3 separate regions of the Sus scrofa genome follow, and all the other regions are linked to region 2. Evidence: chromatin contacts called from public Hi-C and HiChIP or PLAC-seq data. All regions are on one chromosome and are shown on one strand. The core of a region is the stretch at or near the end of the contact, and the rest is flanking DNA. Distances in the headings are between cores, read along the strand shown. Region 1 overlaps ENPP1 (ectonucleotide pyrophosphatase/phosphodiesterase family member 1). Region 2 holds the start of ENPP1 (ectonucleotide pyrophosphatase/phosphodiesterase family member 1). Region 3 overlaps ENPP3 (ectonucleotide pyrophosphatase/phosphodiesterase family member 3).

Region 1 (4,404 bases), core at 1,573-4,072, 74 kb after region 2:
AACTTTAGAGAGCTTGTCAACTCACGCAAGGTGGCATTTTTCTTCCAGATAGCAGGAATGTTTTCCTTTATGCACAAAAACGATCCAACCAGCAGCAGAGCTATACTGTTCTGAGCTTTTAATTTTGAAGTTCCATTGATTTGAATATAGTATGTTACCATCACGTTATATCTTCTCAGTAGTCATGATAAATGAATTTGATTTCTCTACTTCATATACCATACCCTTTAGTACCAACCTGTGGACTTTCAAAAGCTATGCTCATTTTTGGCTACTTGGGTCTGATTTAAGTATTATATTAATACACCAAAGATCTATTTTTGTCCTTCAATAACATAGGTACCACAAAGACTTTTAGATAATACAATTTGCATCTGAAAAGTTTTTAATGATTTAGAAAATTTTAAAGTATTTTTTTCCCCTCTGTTGTTCAGATTGGTTAATTTCTGTTGTTCTCTCTTCAAGTTCATGGATTCTTTCCTCTGCCTAATCCATTCTGATGTTGAGGCTATCCATTGATTTTTATATTTCAGTTATTATATTTTTTATTTCTAAAAATTCCATTTGGTTCTTTTTTATAACTTTGATTTCTTTGCTGAGAATTTTTATCTCTTGCTGCGAATTTCTATGTTTCAAACATACTCATAAATGCTTCAATGTTTCAAACATACTCATAAATGCTTATTGAAGCATTTTTATGATGATTGTCATAAAATCTTTGTCAGATAATTCTGACATGTGTCTTTGCATTGACACCTATTGTCTTTTTTCATTTAAGAAGATTTTTCTGGATCTTCATGTAATGAATGATTTTCCACTGAAATCTGGATATTTTAGGGATTATGTATGAGACTGTAGATCTTATTTAAACCTTCCGTTTTAGATGACTTTCTCTTGTCATCACCCTGGCAGAGGAATCGGGGGCACTGTCTCATTATTGCCAGCTGTGAAAGCGTCCAGTTTCCTTACTCAGCCTCCATTGGCACTTGGGGTGAGATGAGACCCTTTTTACTGGGCAGAGGGAATTTAGTTTCCTACTGGAAGGCATCCCAGACGCCTTCCTGTCTGGGATGTGCAGGGCACCTTGTTACTGATGCTGTGGACAGGAGTGGCAGGGAAGGCTTTATTATCAACAGGTGAGGATAAAATGATCAGCTTTCTACTCAGCCTTCTCTGACGTCATCCTGGCATAGGACTTGGGGCACCTCTTCACAGCCTGGCAAGCCTCTGTCTTTGCTGCATGGTTGGAGTCATGGTCTTTTCTGTGGTGTTTGGCTGGAGTGGAATGGTTATTTTTTTCTCTCTTGCTAAGCTACTCCTTTTCTGGCCTTTTGGCTGGAGAGATAGCAGGCCTTTCTTGGGGCCTCTTTTCATTTATACTCATTGGCATTTCCAGGTTGCTGACTTCCTCTGTTAGCAAGTCTGAGATCTATGAACTAAAAAAAAAAAAAAAAAAAATCCAGGGGAACTCATTAGTTGTTGAACAAATCAATGTTGTTCCTTGGGTCTTGAGGTCCCTAGCCTGTCTGCATTTTCTCCACCTCTCATAGTCTGTCTATATTTGTCTTATGTATAATAACTATGCTTTTTATCTGCACTTAGCAGAAGGATATCTACTTCTTTGTAGAAGTGTCTCATTGATTTTTATATATTCTTCAGAACACATGCAGACACAGTTGCCTCTATGTAGAGCATCTTAGCAGATCTTAAATGGATAGATGCCTTTCCCCTTTTCTAGACACCAGGAGTGCATGAAAACCAAGTTACCATCCTTATAGTCTTAGAGAAAGAGGGGAGGCAGCAGATGTGTAAATGATCCCTAAAAGATGGTAAATGTTATAATGGAGCCATGGGCCAGGTGCCAGGGATCATAAAGGAGGCACTGGGTGCTGCTTGGCAGTAGCAGCAGTGGCTTCTCAGAAGTGGTGACAACTGGACTAGGACTTGAAGGATGCATTGGAGCTCTTCAGGTGAATAGGTGAGGAAAGGGCATTCTAGCCTCCACTGGAGAGATACATTTTGGGCATTTTTCCATTTGTGGTTACTTCTGATATTTTCTGCAAGTGTCACTGGGACCAGCTTGCAATATGCAGTGGTTTCATTTTTGTTAATCCCCTGTTCTTAAAAGAAATGTCAGACTATAAATTCTGTGATGATTTTTTAAAGGAAAAGACATCCACATCTGTTCCTACTTAGCTTTCGTACAGTTGTTTTTATACAGTATTTTTTTTTTCTTCTCATCTTGAAAGAGACCCTTTCTTTCCCTCTTTCATCAACTTAAAACATGTGACTAGTCTCTGCTTTCCCAATTTGAATGGTAAATCCATATGATCAAATACAGAAATGTCTTTATCCTACTTTTTCAACAAAGGCTATTCTTTCCTTTTCAAATGAACAGCAAAGCCTTTATTTATTTATCCCTAATTTTGCTGCTGCCATGCCTCCAATCAGAACTTCTTAAATGAGGTAAGTAACTCCTATACAGCATTTTCTAGCCAGGTAGTTTATTCATGGCAAAGCAAAAAAATCAGGTGGAAACTTAAATATTTCCAAGAATCAGAGAAAAGAGGGCAAACCTTAGGGAGAAGAAGGCAAGTATTCAGGTTCCAGCATGGTAAGTAGATATGAAGAGGACAGGTAGGCCAGTTGGCCCGGTTGGTCCTGTTTTGGGAGATAAGACAGACCGGAATGGAGCTGAACTCCTAAATCCTCCAGGAAAGGCTGTAACCCTTGACTCTTTTCTGCCATTAGCCGCAGTAACTGTCCTGCCTGGATCTCTGGGTACGTGTTTATCTACAATTGAAACTGTTGTTTGAACTTTGAAACTGAATGTGATGACAGTTGACGCTGAAGCCTATCACAGGAATTTGGTGTGCGGGTGCTTTCCTAAGTACCAAGTCAAACTTTATCATGGCCTTTCCCCTGGTTTTTGGCCAGTCTAAATATTTGTAAGGTAGGAAAAAAACCTTCTGTAGACTAAGTGTCTCTAAGCTAAGAAATGTGGATTGACAAATAAAAGTTGTATATATAGAAGCTTGCCTGCTTTCCTCTGTGCGTGTGTGTGTGTGTGTGTGTGTGTGTGTGTGTGTGTGTAGGGTGAGGGAGGGGGAAGGGGGGTGTTTCTCTAGGGATTGATACTGAGGGCAGAGGTGGTAGACAATTAACCACAGCTGTGTTGTCAGAAGAAAAACGATCCAAAGTTCACTTCAGGTTCACAGAGTAAATATCCATTTCTGATCTGTGGCTTATATCCTTGTTTTTGATATTTCAATTACATTTAGTGTACTTCGAAGTAAAAACAAGTAACAGGCATATATGTATATCCTTCTAGTATTTAAAATGGTCTGACTGGGTCACTTTGCTGTGCAGCGGAAATTGACAGAACAATGTAAAGCAACTATCATAAAAAAAATAATTTTAAATAATAAAATGGTCTGAAACCAGGAGGAAAGTCTTCAACTTATAACTTCCATAGATTTTTTTCAACATGAAATTTTTTTTTTTTTTTTGTCTTTTGTCTTTTTGTTGTTGTTGTTGTTGTTATTGTTGCTATTTCTTGGGCCGCTCCCACGGCATATGGAGGTTCCCAGGCTAGGGGTTGAATCGGAGCTGTAGCCACCGGCCTACGCCAGAGCCACAGCAACGCGGGATCCGAGCCGCGTCTGTAACTTACACCACAGCTCACGGCAACGCCGGACCGTTAACCCACTGAGCAAGGGCAGGGACCGAACCCGAAACCTCATGGTTCCTAGTCGGATTCGTTAACCACTGCGCCATGACGGGAACTCCTCAACATGAAATTTTTGCAGTTATCCTCTCCATGACATATTAATAGTGACTGAAGAAAAAAAAAAGATATTTCCTAGAAATCATATCCATGCTAGAAACCACAGATGCATAAAATAGGTTTTAGTCTACTAGAAATGAAAGAATCTCTAGAATTGGGATTATACCCACCGGATAGCAAAAGGAAGCAATATTTTTAAAAGTCACTTTCATTCCACCCCAATGTGATCGTTTTAAATTTACCTTCAGGGAGTTCCCGTCGTGGCGCAATGGTTAACGAATCCGACTAGGAACCATGAGGTTGCGGGTTCGGTCCCTGCCCTTGCTCAGTGGGTTGACGATCCGGCGTTGCCGTGAGCTGTGGTGTAGGTTGCAGACGCGGCTCGGATCCCGCGTTGCTGTGGCTCTGGCGTAGGCTGGCGGCTACAGCTCCGATTCGACCCCTAGCCTGGGAACCTGCATATGCCGAGGGAGCGGCCCAAAGAAATAGCAAAAAGACAAAAAAAAAAAAAAAAAGGATAAATTTACCTTCATATTTGCTCCCAAACCCTCAATTCAGGGAACAATTTGAGGATTTTAATAAAAATATCCAGAAGTGCTTTAAATTTTTTTTTAATT
Region 2 (4,353 bases), core at 536-3,035:
CTGCCATCCTCTCCACCAATGGGTGGAGTCTTTAAAATCACTTGTTGACTTGGGATGCAGACAATACACTTATTCCATTTGTTTTCTCAGGGTCAAAGCCACTTTGGATGGACTCTGCTGAGTTGCTCTTAGAAGTTTTGACACGCCTTTGACCAGTCTCCATGGAGTGAATTTTTGTCCTTGAATTTGAGTTTTGGAAACAGTCAAAGGAAAATTTAGAGCCAAGTTTGGGGTTAAAAAAAATATGTGAGGCTATGAAACAGTGAAAACCTGTTTCTCTTGGGTGGTTTGTAAGCTGACTCAAAGGTAATTTAAAAAATAAATAAATAAAAAGAGCTCAATAATGCTTTGAGGGATGGCCTTCACTTCTTCCAGATGTCAGCTATCCTCTCCACTACGCTGTCATAACATCCTCTGTGAGATTCTATTATGCACATATGATCTGGGTTTTAATTTCTTTTTTAACTGCCCTCACCTCCTTTGATCAGACTGAGAGCCACTTGGGAGAGACATACTTTTATTTACCTTTCATGTGGTATGCATGTTTGGTGGCCAGGAGATTGAAGTGAAGGATTCATTGTTGAATGAATGAATCAATCAATCAATATAATTGGAAAGTGTCCTGAGTTAACTACTTTAAGGAGGACAACACACACTTTACATCTGTTAAAACATCCATTCTCATTTTAAACATCTTTTTGTATGTTCGTGTAATCAAAAAGAACATGAAATGATATTGGATTGTGGAACCTTCCTTGGTCACTAAAGTCAGTTCCGGACAGCGCAAAGCAGGTTGAAAGTCACTGTTCCCTCACTGACAGGGGAGCCTCACTACACTACCAGGCTTGTGGCTTTTCTAACTGATGAGCAAGGAAAGGGAAAGGTTGCAGAATCAAAACCTACCAAGAATTAGAGCCTATTGTTCGTGCCCTAGTTCAAAATCAAAGTGTCAAAGTAGTCCAGAGTGTGTTAAAATTTTCGATGTTGCCAAGTAATCAGCAGCAACCTCAGGATAGCGCAGCGCCAACACTTTGAAGCTTTTAATCGCGAAAGTCTAGAAGAACTAATAAATATGTTAAAGCAAGGGCAGTTCCCCAAACACAGAAACCACAGAAAACGAAATATCTCTTAAAAGTGTGTATTTGAAAAATCAGATGTTTTAAGGACACACAGTCTACTCTCAGAGTCGCATAGGTAGTGGGCAGCAAGGCTTTGAGGGAATACTTCTTTATTTCTACGTAGGAAAAAAAGAAGTTGACTGCCTCCCACGCTTGACCCTACAGCCTCTCTGCTAGCCCATCCAGCAACACCCAGGTCTGTCCCGACTCCACTCTCCCGCGTTTGAGAAGCCGCACCGCCGGGGCAGCTGCATCCTCCTTTTCCTCCCGCTCTATTTTGGGGCCCCCGTGATCTCATGCCCTCTGCAGACCACACTCTGCAATTCCAGTCCAGCCCGCGCCGCGAGGCCACGCAGGGCGATTCCTGCAAGTGTTCGGATGCTGCCCGGGGCATCGGGAGGGGAAGGCTTGGGGTGGGGGGTGGGGGGCGGTAAAGACGCGCCCACGTAAAGGACCCAAAATAACCGACACGCAGAGTGCCCGAAATCAGACAGGAAGCCAAATAATCCGGGGCGTTGAGTTGCTTTCCCCTCACTCGTAGTGCTGGGCGGCGGGCGCCGAGCCAAAGGTCTGGCGGCGAGGGGCGGGCGCGGCGGCGGCGGCGGGCGGGGTGGGGCGGGGCGGGCTCGGAGTCTATTAAAGGCGCAGCGGGGCTGTGGGACCCGAGCGCCCGGGGCCACGATGGAGCGCGACGGCTGTGCCGGGGGCGGGAGCCGCGGCGGCGAGGGCGGGCGCGGCTCCCGGGAGGGCCCTGCGGGGAATGGCCGCGACTCGGGCCGCGGCCACGGCGCCGAGGCGCCCGGGGAGCCGCAGGCGGCCGCGTCCTTGCTGGCCCCCATGGACCTGGGGGAGGAGCAGCTGGAGAAGGCGGCGCGCGCCCGCACGGCCAAGGACCCCAACACCTATAAAGTGCTCTCGCTGGTAGGTCCGGGCCGCCCGGCGCGCGGCAGGACGGGGAGGGCGGCTCCCGGCTCCGGTGCTCCGAGCGCGTGGTCAGCACCCGGGGCTCGGAGAGAGCCAGCTGCCGTGCCGCTCTGCGCTTTCTCGCCGTCCTCGGGGGGCTTTTTTCCGTGCTCAGTACCATCGAGCCTTCTCTTACCCCTGGGGGAAGAGTTCGCGCTCACTTGTATACTGATGCTCAGAAGGACCTGTTTGTGAAACCAGACTGTTCACATTTGTGATCTTTAGCAATTCCACCTCTCATCCCCAGAGAGCACAGGGTTTTTCGTAGGGAAAAAAATGGCCAGCCCCAAAGTTGTTGGTCTTAGGAAAAGCCGACAAGGTGTTTTTTTTGGTTTTTGTTTTCTTTTTAGTTTAAAATTTGAATTTCATTTTTTTACCTCTTTGGGTGACTCCGCGTGCAGTAGTAATGATTTTCCTGGCATTAACTGATTCCACTTGAAAAGATTTCACAGAGCTCTTTAAGGTATATCAGGAACTTTAGAAAATACTTTTTCTCTTGGCTCTGTTTAGGAATTTCCTGGCAGCTGCTCAGAAAGTCCATCAGTATTCATGTTATGTGAAGAAACGTTTATGATTCTTCGTCCACTCTTGCAATCATGGTGTACACGGGTTTTGTTGTTAACAGAAGTTCCCAGCCTTCCTCTGCTATTGGGATAGTTGCAGAATCCACAGTCAATTTTGTGAAATGCGGGGGTGTTTTTTTTTATTCTGCATCTGGACTGAGAGTCACAGCCTGGGTATTTGCTTTCGTGGCTGTTATTAATTGCTGGGATCCCCTATGACTCTCCCCAAATCTCAGTGCCCTTCTAAAATGAGGACACCACCACCTCCATATGCCTTGAATAGAATTGTTGTGAGGGTCAAGTGGAACAATGTCTCTGAGGAAGTACATTTGAAAACTACAAGGAGATGTAATCATTTGATTGCTATCATATGGAAGTGACATTTCTATATGTAGTGTACCCTAAAATACATTGTCACTTATATTTTATGACTGAACAATGCAGTGGAGAGGATATCTTTTCTGATTTTTGAAATTTTTCCTTTCGTGAGCTTTTCTGTTTTCACTATGTTTTGGGTGTCATGGAGATGATACTAGTGCTTTGAGAACTAACATTCCTAGACTAAAGAGATGGTGTCAAATAATTAGCACTTACAAAATAGCAAGAGTTCAGTGTCCCAAACCACATAATGTTTGTATCTCAAGATATAGCTCTACGTCATGTATCATGTATCATCATGAATCAAGAACACCTGATATTGATGAGCACTTAGTTTTAGTCTTTTGAGTCACCTTTTGTGTTTTTGTCAATGGGAGCCCTTAGCTTTTACAACAGGATCACTTAACATAGGTGGTATCAGTACTTCCAGGTGTTTAGTGTTTGCGGCGTTCCATGGTTGTACATTGGCTCTGTGTGTAAGTTCAATGTGAAATCATTTCTACATTCCTATAGTCTTGAAAGTTTGCTGAACTGCTAATTGCTAAATTCAGTTTTAAAATCTCTCCTACTCATGTATGTTTAGCTCCGCAATAGGGATCAGCAGGGATGTACCTGTGGAACATGCGTTTAAGTCTTTGACATGTGCCATCAGCTGGTCAGGAAGCATTTCATTATGCTCTGGTGATTCAACTCTGGGCATTTGACATGGAAGTGTTTTTAGTACTTACTTCTACAAGTAGGACAATCGTGAATATTTTTTTATACCGTTAGGGGGGCTCTTTTGCTGTGACATGTGTTGAATTGGAAAGAATTCTTCATGTCTTTTAATGAAATACGGTGGGCCATTAATATACACCAAAACTCATGGCTGTATTTCTGAAACCCTTAATTGATGGTTTCAGCTGAAAGTGAAACCTTTTACCCATTCTTCTTTCCCTGCCCTACTTCAATGCTTGTCTTCCCTCTCGGCTTTCCCAAATGATGTGCTCCCAAAAGGAAAAGCCTCCAAAAGGAGCTTTACAGTTGTCATCAAAGAGCTCTGGGGCATGTCTTCTAGAAAGAAGCTGCAATTATGGGATTCCTTTTTCAGGTTGAACATCAGCACGCTTTTCAGAAAGCCGAAGAAATGGATTGACTAATTGCACCAGGGGTTGGGATTATGGGAGCCCAACCACGGAAATGGTCCTTGGCGGCAGTTTTTATCTAGCAGGATAAATACGAGAGTTGCCTTCCAAAGAGATAAGCAGTGGCAACAGGATTGATGCATTTTTCCTGAAACTATTTCAGATAAACACTAGAGGTCTGCCAGAGTGGGTACAGAAGGAATGATC
Region 3 (4,873 bases), core at 1,218-3,717, 98 kb before region 2:
ACTGCCAGGGTTTTTAAGGCCTGCCACTTGGAGTAAAGTAATTGGGTAACTCCTAGAGGTTCTCAGGGAAACTTGGTTTGAGATCCATAATGTAATATGACTCCTATTTGACCCGATCAAAAGACAACCAATTGTTACTATCTTATACATTCAGTGGATAATTTTTTTTTAATTCAGGAATGGATCAGACTTATTGTGAAAAACAGGAATATATGACTGATTATTTTTCCCAAATAAACTTCTACATGTATGAAGGACCTGCCCCCCGCATCAGGGCTCGCAATATACCTCAGGACTTTTTTACCTGTAAGTATGAAGATGGAAATGGAAAAATAAAGGTAAAACTAAAAGTGAATAACCATAGCCCTCTGATTCTGAGGATGAAGGGATTACCAGCCCCACTATTCTGACTTCTTGGAAAGACCATACAGAAGCAAACGAGAAACTCCCCTATTTAAGTACAGTCTATTGATAGAGTCTGTGGTAGTATCTAATACTGTTGGGTTAAAATATATTCCACTTCATTCTTAAGTGCTAAAATAAGTCTTTCTTAAAAAAAATTTATTTCATTTTACCAGATCATAATCATTAATAAATGTCTCTTTCATTTTCATGTGAACTTTTGCATTTTTTTGCATTTATCAAGTATCAATTGTAATGTGACATTTATTTTTCTTTCGAAACAGTTGATTCTGAAGAAATTGTTAGGAACCTCAGTGTAAGTACAGTCTCTTAACATACATGTTTAAGTTAATGTAATGTCCTTAATCTGGGTTTCAAGAAATTTGTGTTCTCTAACTTCCATCTAAGCCATTTGCAATTTATTTCTTAAATTCGCCATTGACAGTTTATATTCCTGTTAGTTGCTTTCATTTTAGTTGTTCTTATTTTGGAGTTGACACCATGATAGGAAATTCATTTGAAAAACAGGGATGCTGACTCCTAAATTGAATGGGCTAATCTTTCATTTAAAGGAGCTGGGCTAGTGAGCTTCAGATGTCATTGGTTTTCACACTTTTTGTTATTTAATATCAGAAAATAGTGAAGCACAGATATTATAGATCGTTTGTACCAGTCAGAAAAATAAATTCCTTACCCTAAATGTAATTGTAACTGCTTTTGATTGGCTCTTGCATCTCAGGTTGTAAGTGAACAAGCAGATCAAAAAACCAGATAGCTGGTGTTCCCCTTGTGGCCCAGCAGAAACGAATCCGACTAGGAACCATGAGGTTGCAGGTTCAATCCCTGGCCTCACTCAGTGGGTTATGGATCCGGCATTGCCGTGAGCTGTGGTGTAGGTGATAGATGTGGCTTGGATCTGGCATTGCTGTGGCTGTGGTATAGGCTGGCAGCTGTAGCTCTGATTGGACCCCTAGCCTGGGAACCTCCATATGCCGCTGGTACGGCCCTAAAAAGACAAAAAAAGAAATAGCTTAGAGAAATCAGGATTTTTTCAAGGTGGGGTTCACTACTCCTGGAAAGACCTGAAATAGCCTCGTGTGGTGGTTTTAATAGTTCTATGCTTAAAGTATATTTGCAAGTGTAAAACGATTATATGGATTCATGAGTTTGCCAATGCTTGGGATGGGGCTGGATTTATTTCTGTCTAAGTGATATGCAATTATAGTAAAAACTCAGAATGAAATGTGAGTGATTGAAGATTAGGAAACATTGGGGAAAGAATGGTTGCTGTAACTTGGGACCCCCTGCAAATTTGAAGTAGGAAGCACTGTTGGGGCAGAAATTCTTTAGTATTAATCCTTCCTTTTTTTCTCTTACATCTGATATTCTGGTCTTGATTAAGCATGGTGGGCATTCTTACCTCCTGCTGGTGTGGGGTGTACATGCAGTGTGTTCTTGCAGCTGGAGCAGTAGTGGAAAATTATCAGCAAATGGACTCAGAATCCACACATTGTTTTCCCTTTTTTCCATCACCTATCGATCCTCATAGCTGAAGTCCTGTTAGTGAGATGAGAAAGGGCAAACGTCTAATAATCCCAGTGGTGCAAAAGGGATTGGACATGCAGGCTTTGGAAATGGTCATGACATGACCTCACAGACATGCACCAGGCCTGGAGCTGTAGAGTCTCAAAGAAATGGACTGTCATTTTACGAAGTAGTCCATTCTTCCCAGGAAAATGGTGTGGTTGTGCAGTATTTCCAGGAATGCTGTTCTGTGGGCCTATATTGAGCTGATATTGGACAATCATAAGCAAACATGAACTGGCAAGCTTCATGACAGGTAACAGCTTCAGCTTTGTTCTTAGATCAAATGACCAAAGTTTCATCTTAACTCTAGGGTCTTCGTCTCAAATTCTCAAATGCAAAGAATAACCTTATTATTCTTCAGAGCTTAGCAGTGCATCCTCAGTTTTCTCTGGATTTTATCTGGCTGTACACCCAGCTGGCAAAGGGTGATTCATCCATTGATCGGTGGTCCTTCAGGGCACATTCTGATCCCTTGAACCTTTGAGGAAGTTGCTTTTGCAACAGATGCCATCATGTGCTTGCCTGGAAGTTACAAAATAGCAGCTTAAGAAAGAAGTAATGATAAATGATAAAGCATTCTCTTCCAGAATCCTGGAAGAGATAGAAAAGTAGGCAAGAAAAAATAGGGGAGATATTTGTGCAATAAATTCTTTTCTCTTCCCTTTTTTATTCTATAACTCTTCACTCTCCTACTCTGTATTTCTTTTTAAATTGTTTTTTGTCTATTTCATAGTGACTCTTCTTTTTCTTATGTAGAAAGAATTTTCAGAAGTAGAAGGACTGTACTAGATTTCAAAAACTATTGACCTGATTTGAAAAATAAGCAAATGCAGGGTAATTGAGTTAAATGTGAAGGAATGTTTTGGAGCAATTAAACTAGTTTTAAAAAATTTACCCATATCTATGAATGTTTTACATAGTTTTAAGGTATAATTTAGACTCCAAAGTTGTAATTGCCACTCTAAATCTAGACTTCTATCCATTCTCTGTCAAAAAAGGAGGGGTATTTATGGTCATTTAAGATATATACACAGGAAGAAAAACTTTCAAACATCAAACATATAGTTTACATCATATTTTAAATTGCAACTTAAATATGTTGCAACAGTTAAAAACAATATACTTAGGGAATGTGACTACACTGAAAACAGGTTTAATATTCCTATTTTATTTGCCAGGCTTAAATCCTCTTACTTTAAAAAAATTTTTATTGAAGTGTAGTTGATTTAACAATGTTGTGTTAATTTCTTCTGCATAGCAAATTGATTCAGTTATACATACAGATATATGTACATACAGGTATATATATATACATTCTTTTTAATATTCTTTTCCATTATGGCTTATCACAGAATATTGGTATATTTCCCTGTGCTATACAGTAAGATCTTGTTGTTTACCCATCCTGTATATAATAAAACTATTATTATATACTAATATCTGCTCATCCCAAACTCCCAATCCTTCCCTCTCCACCTGCTCTCCCCTAAGCAACCACAAGTCTGTTTTTGCTCTGTGAATCAACTCTCTTACTTTTAAAAAGTGTTTAATAAATTGACTTAGGAGATGAAGTTATGAATTATTTTGCATCTTTTAAAGGTGTCATGAGGAAATACTTTCTTTTTCAGTGCCGAAAACCTGATCAGCATTTCAAACCCTATCTGACCCCTGATTTGCCAAAACGACTACACTATGCCAAAAATGTCAGAATTGATAAAGCTCATCTTTTGGTGGATCGACAGTGGCAGGCTGTGAGGTTTGTGTCCCTATTAATTTATCTCATAATATTTAAAAAAATTTTATAGGTATATTTGATTTACAATATGTTAACTTCTGCTGTACAGCAGAGTGATTCAGTTATGCATATATATATTATTTTTCATACTCTTTTCCATTACAGTTTATCACCGAATATTCAATAGAGTTCCCTGTGCTATACAGTAGGACCTTGTTGTCTTGCTGTATGTACTAGGGTCTCGTGGTACTTTTAACAGTCATCTTTCATTATAAATTTGTTTAACCTTACCTGCTATTATGATCACATGGGTTTTCCTGAGCATGACAATTTCTTGATCTTTTATATGCTATCTAGCGCTTCCGTGTTTGAAAGGACAGTTATTGGTTGGCTGGTCTTAGCATTCTAGCCTTCACAATATAGATGAGAATGAAGAAGAAGGCTGACTGTTCATTGACTTTTCCAGAGATGATCCGTATCAGTACATTCTTAACTTCCGCTGTGGTCTCCTTCAGGTGGCAAACAAGATATAAAGATGTACCAGTTGTCTTACAGGCTTGTAGTGAGTAATTGATTAAATGGCTCTTTCAGGTCTTTGTCATCTTTGTGGTTTTTACAAAAGAGCATGCTTATGGCTAAAAGGCCAACCTAATCAATTAGCTGTAACCTTTCTTTTTTTCTAGTCATAATTGTGATTCATATTGACTATAGAGCATTTGCAAAATATGTCTCTTTAGAGAAAATAAAAGCCATTCTGAATCACTCCACCCCAAAATAATCGATTAATTGAGTCAACAGAATTTTACTGATGCTTGTTATGTGTATCCCAAACCCTGTTCTAGGCATTTGGGATACAGAAATGATTCCTGCCCTCCTGGTCAAATGGAGAAGCCTGATAATAAGCCAGTAAATAAACACACACTCTCTGATAGTTTAACTCATGTTCCCTATTTTTGCATTGTATTCCAGTTATTTTTGCATAGGCATAAGTGAATATAAATGGAATCAGGATAATATTACATTTTCTGGCCTTTTTTTATTTGTTTGTATGTTACAAAATGCCAGGGGGATGCAGAGGAAAATGCTTTTGATACGAAACATAAACATCTTTTATTTTAGGGCTGCACCTGTGGCATATGGAATTTCCAG

Evidence for each region. Hi-C and Micro-C count contacts between places; a contact is called where the count stands out from the background. HiChIP or PLAC-seq counts read pairs in DNA pulled down with a chosen protein or histone mark.
Region 1: a contact with region 2 is called in a Hi-C map of liver, with 2.1 times the contacts expected there. The contact joins the enhancer-like site here to the promoter of ENPP1 in region 2. A contact is called at or near these places in 1 of 5 promoter capture datasets (liver) and 9 of 47 Hi-C or Micro-C datasets (embryonic fibroblasts, fetal heart ventricle, fetal liver and 3 more).
Region 3: an H3K27ac HiChIP or PLAC-seq map of alveolar macrophages shows a contact between it and region 2. The contact joins the enhancer-like site here to the promoter of ENPP1 in region 2. A contact is called at or near these places in 1 of 5 promoter capture datasets (liver), 8 of 47 Hi-C or Micro-C datasets (embryonic fibroblasts, epiblast stem cells, liver and 3 more) and 1 of 2 datasets of contacts at active chromatin or transcription factors (alveolar macrophages).

What each region holds. Positions count from the first base shown.
Region 1 is chr1:31,721,344-31,725,747 of Sscrofa11.1, reverse strand. It overlaps ENPP1 (ectonucleotide pyrophosphatase/phosphodiesterase family member 1), which reads left to right. Exons shown (of 25, transcript XM_021087933.1): 25 at 1-1,458. Among named protein-coding and RNA genes, the nearest start is that of CTGF, 49 kb to the right of the region's middle. Within about 2 kb of position 2,822, at least 14 of the 83 cell types and tissues checked have an H3K27ac peak or open chromatin away from gene starts, as enhancers often do. A contact at or near this core is called in fetal liver and liver, where this site is marked.
Region 2 is chr1:31,794,026-31,798,378 of Sscrofa11.1, reverse strand. It overlaps ENPP1 (ectonucleotide pyrophosphatase/phosphodiesterase family member 1), which reads left to right and starts at 1,785. Exons shown (of 25, transcript XM_021087933.1): 1 at 1,785-2,039. The coding sequence starts at 1,800.
Region 3 is chr1:31,892,090-31,896,962 of Sscrofa11.1, reverse strand. It overlaps ENPP3 (ectonucleotide pyrophosphatase/phosphodiesterase family member 3), which reads left to right. Exons shown (of 24, transcript XM_021087960.1): 12 at 178-306; 13 at 687-718; 14 at 3,618-3,745. Among named protein-coding and RNA genes, the nearest start is that of ENPP3, 38 kb to the left of the region's middle. Within about 2 kb of position 2,467, at least 3 of the 83 cell types and tissues checked have an H3K27ac peak or open chromatin away from gene starts, as enhancers often do. A contact at or near this core is called in alveolar macrophages and liver, where this site is marked.